Regions from separate parts of the Mus musculus genome. Here all the other regions are linked to region 3. A link is a contact called in public HiChIP or PLAC-seq data. All regions are on one chromosome and are shown on one strand. The core of a region is the stretch at or near the end of the contact, and the rest is flanking DNA. Distances in the headings are between cores, read along the strand shown.

Evidence for each region. HiChIP or PLAC-seq counts read pairs in DNA pulled down with a chosen protein or histone mark.
Region 1: a FOXA1 HiChIP or PLAC-seq map of pancreatic cancer cells shows a contact between it and region 3. The contact joins the promoter of Wrnip1 here to the enhancer-like site in region 3. A contact is called at or near these places in 7 of 39 promoter capture datasets (the C10 cell line, the HPC-7 cell line, cranial neural crest and 4 more), 1 of 484 Hi-C or Micro-C datasets (pre-megakaryocyte-erythroid progenitors), 8 of 115 datasets of contacts at active chromatin or transcription factors (embryonic forebrain, embryonic hindbrain, embryonic stem cells and 3 more) and 2 of 9 other capture datasets (adipose tissue and macrophages).
Region 2: a contact with region 3 is called in an H3K4me3 HiChIP or PLAC-seq map of craniofacial prominence, with 4 times the contacts expected there. The contact joins the promoter of Gmds here to the enhancer-like site in region 3. A contact is called at or near these places in 2 of 39 promoter capture datasets (hippocampal neurons and pre-B cells), 2 of 484 Hi-C or Micro-C datasets (bone marrow-derived macrophages and hematopoietic stem and progenitor cells), 11 of 115 datasets of contacts at active chromatin or transcription factors (the 230-238 cell line, astrocytes, bone marrow-derived macrophages and 8 more) and 1 of 9 other capture datasets (pancreatic islet).

What each region holds. Positions count from the first base shown.
Region 1 is chr13:32,800,598-32,803,297 of GRCm38.p6, forward strand. It overlaps Wrnip1 (Werner helicase interacting protein 1), which reads left to right and starts at 1,433. Exons shown (of 7, transcript NM_030215.3): 1 at 1,433-2,447. The coding sequence starts at 1,641. It also overlaps a transcript of Mylk4 not described here.
Region 2 is chr13:32,337,286-32,339,985 of GRCm38.p6, forward strand. It overlaps Gmds (GDP-mannose 4, 6-dehydratase), which reads right to left and starts at 1,259. Exons shown (of 11, transcript NM_146041.2): 1 at 1,097-1,259. The coding sequence starts at 1,198.
Region 3 is chr13:31,819,496-31,822,195 of GRCm38.p6, forward strand. Gmds (GDP-mannose 4, 6-dehydratase) reads right to left here. Exons shown (of 11, transcript NM_146041.2): 10 at 647-715; 11 at 91-483. The coding sequence ends at 421. Among named protein-coding and RNA genes, the nearest start is that of Foxc1, 14 kb to the left of the region's middle. Within about 2 kb of position 1,401, at least 118 of the 459 cell types and tissues checked have an H3K27ac peak or open chromatin away from gene starts, as enhancers often do. A contact at or near this core is called in adipose tissue, astrocytes, craniofacial prominence and 5 more, where this site is marked.

The sequences.
Region 1 (2,700 bases), core at 183-2,682, 980 kb after region 3:
AGGTATGTAACAGAATTTGTAACTCACGTCACATTAGCTATTGCCAGTTTACTTCATAGCATAAGATAACTAAACCTTCAGTGGGAAAACAGTAAATAAAAAGTTTCTACTGTAACTTGCTGTATACTGTTGGGTGGTAAAGTAAATACACACTCAAATTTTGACAAGATTCATAAGTCTTTGCTTTCCCTTAACACATTTAATTTCTGATTATCAGCAATAATCAATTATAATAAAATTTTGATGTTTTTGGTAGCCCCCAGGTACAGGTTGAGAATTCCAGCCTTAGCAACTTAACAAGTCACACTCCTCTCAATCTACCTATATGTATTTAAATATTTTAAAAGATGTATTACATTTATATTTACATGTTTTGCCTGCATGTATGACTGTGCATTACCTAGGTGTAGTGCCCCCAGAGGCCAGAATAAGGAGCCAGATCCTCTGACCTGGTGCTGCAAACTGAAAGAGGAACCTACAATAGCAGCAAGTGCTCTTAACTACTGAGCCACCTCTCCAGCTCCTTTTGCATCTTTCCAAGGAGTAACTTACAGAAAAGCATAATAAAATCATAAGCAGTAATACATGGATGTAGACTACCACACTAACTTTTTAAATTTGCTTTTCAAAAGTAAAAATACAATTTTGTATTATGTAGCCCTGGCTGACTTGGAACTCAAAATGTAGACCACGCTGGCCTCAAACTCTGAGATCCACCTGTCAGTGCCTCCTGAGTACTAGTATTAAAGGTACACAGCACTACACCCAGAGAATATACATTTATAAATGCCTATTGTACTCATTTCCTGCTCCTGTCTGCTGGAAATACCTTTAAGGACTGCCTGCCATCATTTTGTTATTGGGATACAACGGTGATTTTCAGTTTACGACTATTATATCAGCTAGAGATAACTATTAAGCAAGTACTTTGGGCGACAGGTCCTAAAGTAAAATTAAGGGGCACAGGGGAGGGAATCCCTTTTATTGCATTTCCTTGAGCAGCCTTCGGAATTGAACTTTGTCTACCTGTGTAGCTCTTGTGTGTTTATGTCGAAGCCCTTTCTCCAGCTTCCTAGGCACTTCTGGGGTATTTCCACTTCGTTTTAGTTTTATTACAAATATTCTCCCTGATGACAGCATTTCTAGTTCCGCACCCAGAAGGCCAAAATCCTGGAAAGCCAGGTTCCCAAGTTCCCTCCGCTTGGGTTTTACTCGAAGGCGGTTGTTTCCGGTACTGAGCAGGCATGCGCACGCGCACCACGCCTATCCAAGCAGCGCCACAGAAAGGCTCTTCCCAGGGACCGAAGAAGACGAGAGGGCCTGTTGTGACGGAGAACTACATTTCCCAAAGTTCAATGCGAGAAATTGCCGGCGGCGATTGGGGGCATCGGGTTGCGGAGTCTTCTGCCCGCTTTGGACTACACTTCCCGACACGACTCGCGAGGCGTTGCCAGCTGCGGGCCGAGGGCGAGTTGACGCGGGAGCTCAGGACGTGAGGCATGAGCGGCGCCCTCCCTCGGCCCGTGCGTGTCCTGCTCCCTACCCGCGCGAGGGTCGCGCGGCACCGGGCCTAGCGGCGGGCATCGGCGTTCTCAGGGGCAGGTGCAGCCGCACGGGCGCCAGGGAGGGCAGCTGCCACCATGGAGGTGAGCGGGCCGGAAGACGACCCCTTCCTGTCGCAGTTGCACCAGGTGCAGTGCCCAGTGTGCCAGCAGATGATGCCCGCCGCGCACATCAATTCGCACCTGGACCGCTGCCTGCTGCTGCACCCTGCGGGGCACGCGGAGCCAGCGGCCGGCTCTCACCGCGCTGGGGAGCGGGCCAAGGGGCCCTCGCCACCCGGCGCCAAGAGGCGTCGACTGTCGGAGAGCTCGGCGCTGAAGCAGCCCGCCACCCCGACGGCGGCCGAAAGCAGCGAAGGCGAGGGCGAGGAGGGCGATGACGGCGGCGAGACCGAGAGCCGTGAGAGCTACGACGCACCGCCCACGCCCAGCGGTGCGCGCCTTATCCCGGACTTCCCGGTGGCCCGCTCCAGCAGCCCCGCCAGAAAGGGTATGGGGAAGAGACCAGCGGCTGCAGCCGCCGCAGGCAGCGCATCCCCGCGCAGCTGGGATGAGGCGGAGGCGCAGGAGGAGGAGGAGGCGGGGGTGGACGGCGATGGCGACGCGGACGTGGACGGTGAGGACGATCCCGGGCACTGGGATGCGGACGCCGCCGACGCCTCGTTCGGAGTCAGCGCGGGCCGCGCGCATCCCCGGGCGCTGGCGGCGGAGGAGATCCGACAGATGCTGGAGGGCAAGCCGCTGGCTGACAAGATGCGTCCAGACACGCTGCAGGACTACATCGGGCAGAGTAGGGCCGTAGGGCAGGAGACTCTGCTCCGCTCGCTACTGGAGGCCAATGAGATCCCTTCGCTCATCTTGTGGGGCCCGCCAGGTTGCGGTAAGGTGAGTGCTGCTCTTGCTGTTTTTGCCAAGGGCCGCGGAGGTATTCTGAGCCGGGTGCGGTCCTTAGATTCCGGACCCCTCCTCTGGAGAGGGAGGCCTGGGGGCGCGGTCCTGATGCGTGAGCGGAGTTTGTAATACGCAAGCAAGCATGCCATTTCCCCAGATTCCCCAGACCCCTTGTTGGGCGTTTTTCACAAGAAAATGCCCAATTTTCTTGGTTTATGCAGAGATGTGGACAGAGATTTGAGCTATC
Region 2 (2,700 bases), core at 9-2,508, 520 kb after region 3:
CTGAAAGATCTCTAGCATTAGAAAAGAGAGGTGACATGGGGGGGGGTGCACAGTTCTATGGTAGAGCACCCCTGAGGAGTCCCTGACTTGACGTTTTTATCCTCAACCCTGGACCCTTTTCCTACCTCTTCTATCTTACTAGTTGGTAAACGTTTATTTATCGAAAGTACCTTAAACAAGATGCAATGATAACTGAAAGAATGATCAGTAGCTAGTAACTGAAATAGTCTAATGTCTGGGAACTGTGTATCTGCTCTTTGGTAAAACGAGAGAACTTTAAGACCACTTCCAACCCCAACAATACACTTCCTACCTGTTGGGCTTCAGGTAATTCAAACTCATTTTCCTCAATCTTAAACTGGAAATAAGGACTTTGTTGTATGGAAGCTAACTAGTCAGTATTAACCAAGTAACTCCGATATGGTAAGTATGCTGGTGTGGGCCATATTAGCTTTATTATCATCTTTACCATCTTCGCTTTAGCATTGACCACCATCAGATGTCCTGGGATACACAGAAAACAGATGCCCTACAGCAAGTAACAAGGACATTACTTCAACACCCCTGAATCTCACTCTACACAACTTGACAAGGCAGTGGTTAGCCTTATCTGTTGCCATACCTCTATGAGATGACTGTCATAAATTAGTCATGCCTAGCATAGGCCATGGGGTCCCAACATTCAAGACAGCACAGCCTAATTACCTCACCCAAGGAGTTCATGCCTTTGGAATTAGAAAAGTCGGTCTCACTTTGGGACTCCACATACTGACATATTCCTCGCCCCTTTCCTTCCCTGCACCAGGATCTACAAAGTACGAAATTCCTTCCAAGAGCTCACTTGGGCTCCAGGAAAGAAACTACAGTCACCCAGGGGACAGGTGGAGCAGAGTGGTCCGGTTGCTTAGCACCACCAGCTCACACCCCCAGAAGGATCAGAGAGCCATGCTGCTGGGGCTGAAGCTGTCCCATCCCGCAGCCGCTCACACCTTCCGGGACTCGTGGAGCGCAGTTCCCGGTGGCACAGCGGCCCTGCGCGGGGAGGCGGCCCACGTGCCCCCGGGCTACAGGCCGCTCGTCCCCGCCCCGCACTCACCTGTCCGGTGATGCCAGTGATGAGAGCCACCTTCCTGAGCTTGCCCATCTCGCCATCCCCGGAGCCCGGGTAGCTCGGGCACTTAGCGGGAGCTTGAGCCATGTCGCCTCAGGCGGGTGAGCGTGCGGCCGAGAGGAAGGCGGAGTGGAACGAGCCGCGGGCCGGCAGGGACCAGGGTGCGCGCGCCAGTCGTTTCACGGAGCTGCAGCGGCCGCCACGGTCTGACAGGGCGCGCGGGAGGCCGGGCGTGGAGCGAGGGGCGGGCCAGCTTAGTCGGGGCGGGCGGCGCGAGCCGGGCTGAGGCCTGGCTGGCGCCGCGTCACTCGCCCAAGCAGCGACGCGTCAGCAGCGCCCCCGACAGCTCCGCCCCTGCCGGGGTCTCCGCGCTGAGCCACGCCTCTCTGGGGGCGGGGCCTGAGGGCGCCGGGCCCCTGGAAGAGGAAGGATGTAAGTCTGCGGTCAGAGTAGAGGATATGGCCTGCATGGGCCTCGGTCTCCGGGAATCCTCATATCGCCCCATGATGCCAGGAGGAATGACGAGCTGACCTTCTCGGTAGGAAAGAGCTCTGAAATCCAAATCTAGGTATCCAAGGCTGGAGTCATCGACCTTATTAAATTTCTAGAAATCTGCTTCATTGTCTTTGTGAGCAGGTCAGTTTTAACATTTCTCGAAGGCACTAGAGTTTCAAGGCTACTCTAACCTGTGAATCTTCTGTGAACATTAGCAGTTTGCTAATGTTTGGACTAGTTTGGGGGTTCCCGGTAATTCCGTTCAAGGAACAGTATTTACTTCGAGGGCTGGAAGTTTCTGGCCCCGCCCCCATCCTGCATAAGGAAACAATTGACAAAAATCCACAGGTCAGTAAAACCTGTACAAATTTCATGAGGTGGGGTTGTTGCAGTGTCTTTTGAACTTGTTTCTATTTAGTGCATGCACACTGACAGATTCACTGACTGAGAAAGGCTGACAAAGGACTCAGACATAGGGACAAGGGTGTAGGGAAGAAACACACACACATACACACGTACACACATACTGTCCAGCTTATCTCTCCAATAAACATCCTCAAACCGTCTTTCCCTTTGCAAACTGAGCTACTAGGACAGGGCCCAATAGAACCTGCTAGATATGATACAAACCTGTAGTTCCAAAACCAGAGTGCCCAAACTCCTCGGAAACATTCCAAACTTTATACATAGGCTTGTCTGGTTTAATATTTTTACCTTTCCTCTAGCGCATTCTATATGGAAAATGAGACCTAGAAGTTGGGGAAATATATTCCTTAAGGCAAGAAATGTCTAAAATCTAGATGATCTTTAACTATTGATTTAGTTTTATGTAAATATGTTGTAATGTAAGGATAAATAGAAAAAAATGAATACTTAGGAGAGATATGTCCCATTTGTTCTGTAGGTCTGACACCTTCTATCATACTAATGAATACTAGGAATTTATCTGTCTAGTAAAAAATTTAACAGAAAAAAATCATAAAAATCAAATATGTATTGGATGTGCTGAGCTATGGCTTGGTGGTAAAGCACTTGCCTAATGGGATTGATGCCCAATAGTACAAAAGTAAACAAATAAAACCAATATTTTTTAG
Region 3 (2,700 bases), core at 151-2,650:
TCCCCAGCTGTGGGTGTGGGTGTGGTCTGGGGCCATAAACTGCCTACATTATAACCTGGAGAAAACATACACAGCAAACTCTGTTAGTGCTGGTTTATAGAAAGATTATTTAATAAGAAAAGAGAAAAACAATCTCAAGACTCCAAAATATAAGTTGTCTAGTGACATAATTTCAAGTAAAATGAGTATGTGATTCAAACTTCTTGATTTCCTGAAACCAGTCAGAGGAGGAGACTTTGACAAAAGCAATGCGGCCTTAGCTCTGGTGTGTCCTGTCCCAGGCTCTACAAACCTCTGTGGCCCAGCTCTGGATACAGGGACAGCACAGGAGGTCGAGGGTCCATGGTTGGCAGGAGTTACTGGACTCTGGTTCCCTGGCTCTGCACTGTCACCATGCCCCTCGAGTCTCTGCAGAGGGGCTCAAGCGTTGGGGTTGGTCCTCATGAGCTCCACGTCGGCCTGCACCATCTCCCTCACCAGCTCCTGCAACCCAAGATTCAGGGTGGACCGTAAGGGCGGAGTTTCTGCCACCCTCTCCTATAACACCTCCTCACAGGGCCCTGAAAGGTCTCCTGTTTGACAACAGCCCGCCAGCAAGAGCTCACAGCTAGCAGCTCTGAGAATATGCACTGGAGACAAAACTTACGTCAAAGGCAACGCGGGGCTTCCAGTTTAGCTTCTGCTGAGCCTTGGAGCAGTCTCCCTGCAGAAAGTCCTGTGGAGAGATGGCAGATGAGCTGTGCATGCATGGGCTTGTCATACCCCTTGCCCAATCTGTCTCATCAGGTACTTACCATCGGGTCAGCTAGGACCTTGCAAGTAAGCATCTCCAACTGCCCACATTCCCTGCCCCACCTTGTCCTAGTGACTCCGATGGCTCTTTCTCTTTCTTTCTTTCTTTCTTTCTTTCTTTCTTTCTTTCTTTCTTTCTTTCTTTCTTTCTTTCTCTTTCTTTCCTTCCTTCCTTCCTTCCTTCCTTCCTTCCTTCCTTCCTTCCTTCCTTCCTTCCTTCCTTCTTTCTTTCTTTCTTTCTTTCTTTCTTTCTTTCTTTCTTTCTTTCTTTCTTTCTTTCTTAGATATTAAGTTGTCAGGAGAACTGCTGTAAGAACTGTTAAGTTACTGCACTTCTCGGCAAGGCCACGGGTAAATCATGCCGGCAGGGGAGTTCCACTGCAGAACAGTAATTCCAGATCCTCGACCGGCAGAACCCTGACTCATCTGCTAGGTCCCTAGAAACTACACTTCCTCAGGCCCCACTACCTACCATCAGTTCTATAGCCTTTGCCCTGTCCCTGGCGCCTGGCCGCCTGGATTCGTAGTAGCGGATCGGATCCCTACCTCCAGTCTCCAGCTTTTGGGACAGCCCAGGCGGGCAGGCAGTTGCAGGCGATCGATCGGCACCACCACAGCGTGGTCAGCCTAGAGAGCAGAGCTTACAGTAGCAGGGGCTGAGCCCTGGCTCTGCTAGGGTAGAGACAGCTCTCTCTGCCAGTCAGCAGGGAACCCACAAGCTCCTAAACCGAAACCTCCTTTTCGCAGCCACACTAAAGGGTCTGTTCTACTCTTATCTTTCTTCCTTAGAATATGGGGATTTTTTTTCTCGACTCATGGGACAAACTTGCAAATCTCAGTTTGAAACTCTGCATTAGAGGCCATGTACCCCTGTCGGTCTAGACCCTTTCTCTAGCTTTTCACCTCTCTCTGCCTGCTATTTACAGGTCCACTTTCAGAGAAGAGTGCTGACAACCACTGACACGGCCCAGGAGTGGGCCTTAACATACAGCACAGAGCCAAGCCTAATCGGCTTGCTCGGCTCTGACTTTACCGGGGGAAACACATGTGGATTCAGGCTTCCTGGAGAATTCTAGCAAGAGAAGTTCACAATTATTCATTTAAGAGGTTTCCTTGGAAAGAAGACTGGCAACAAACAAGAAACAGAAGAGAAGAAAATCCTCTATCTTGGCCCTCACTCACAGTTCTTTATTGCAGGTCTCAAGACTAGTGGGAATTTCAAGATAAGATGAAAGGGAAGAGAGGAAAGGAAGAAAAAAGCAGGGAACTCCAGTTAGGTCTATTCGTATGAGGATACCATATGAATATGCCAAGACTCAAAATAACCAGGGACTGGGCAGGAAGGGAGGGGGGAGGTGATCTTTATAGTGATAAGTATTACATTAAGGCACTTTATTTTAGCAGTACACTATTGGACAAGTGAACCATCCCTCTGAGTGACAGCCACCGATAATCGTAACCATGCTGCAGTAAAAGGCTTCTCCTGCTCTCAGTCTCCTGAACTCGGCAGGCAAAGGCATTTTATTCTGGATTTCAGATGGGTAGGCTGGGGTTAGGTATAAGCTATCTGTGTGTGCACACAATGTGCTCACCTGGGCCTTCCAAGCAGAGGCGGTCTGGATTCCCTTTCCCAGCCTGACTCTTACTCAAGCAGAGGACATTCAGGGACTCTCCTTCTCAATCATCCAGCATTGCTTTTTAGGCTTGAATAAATCAAATTCCCAAAGGCTTTGCATTTCACAATATGCTGAAGTACCCACTTCCTCCCCAGAGTGTTCACCAGAGTGAAGCAAGTTATTTCTGCAGGCCTAAAAGCCCATTTCCAGACTCCCCAGGAAAGGTAGGATACCAGAATTAGTAATTTGCGTTTATAGCACAGTGCTACCTGGAGCTGCCAGTGTAGGTGAA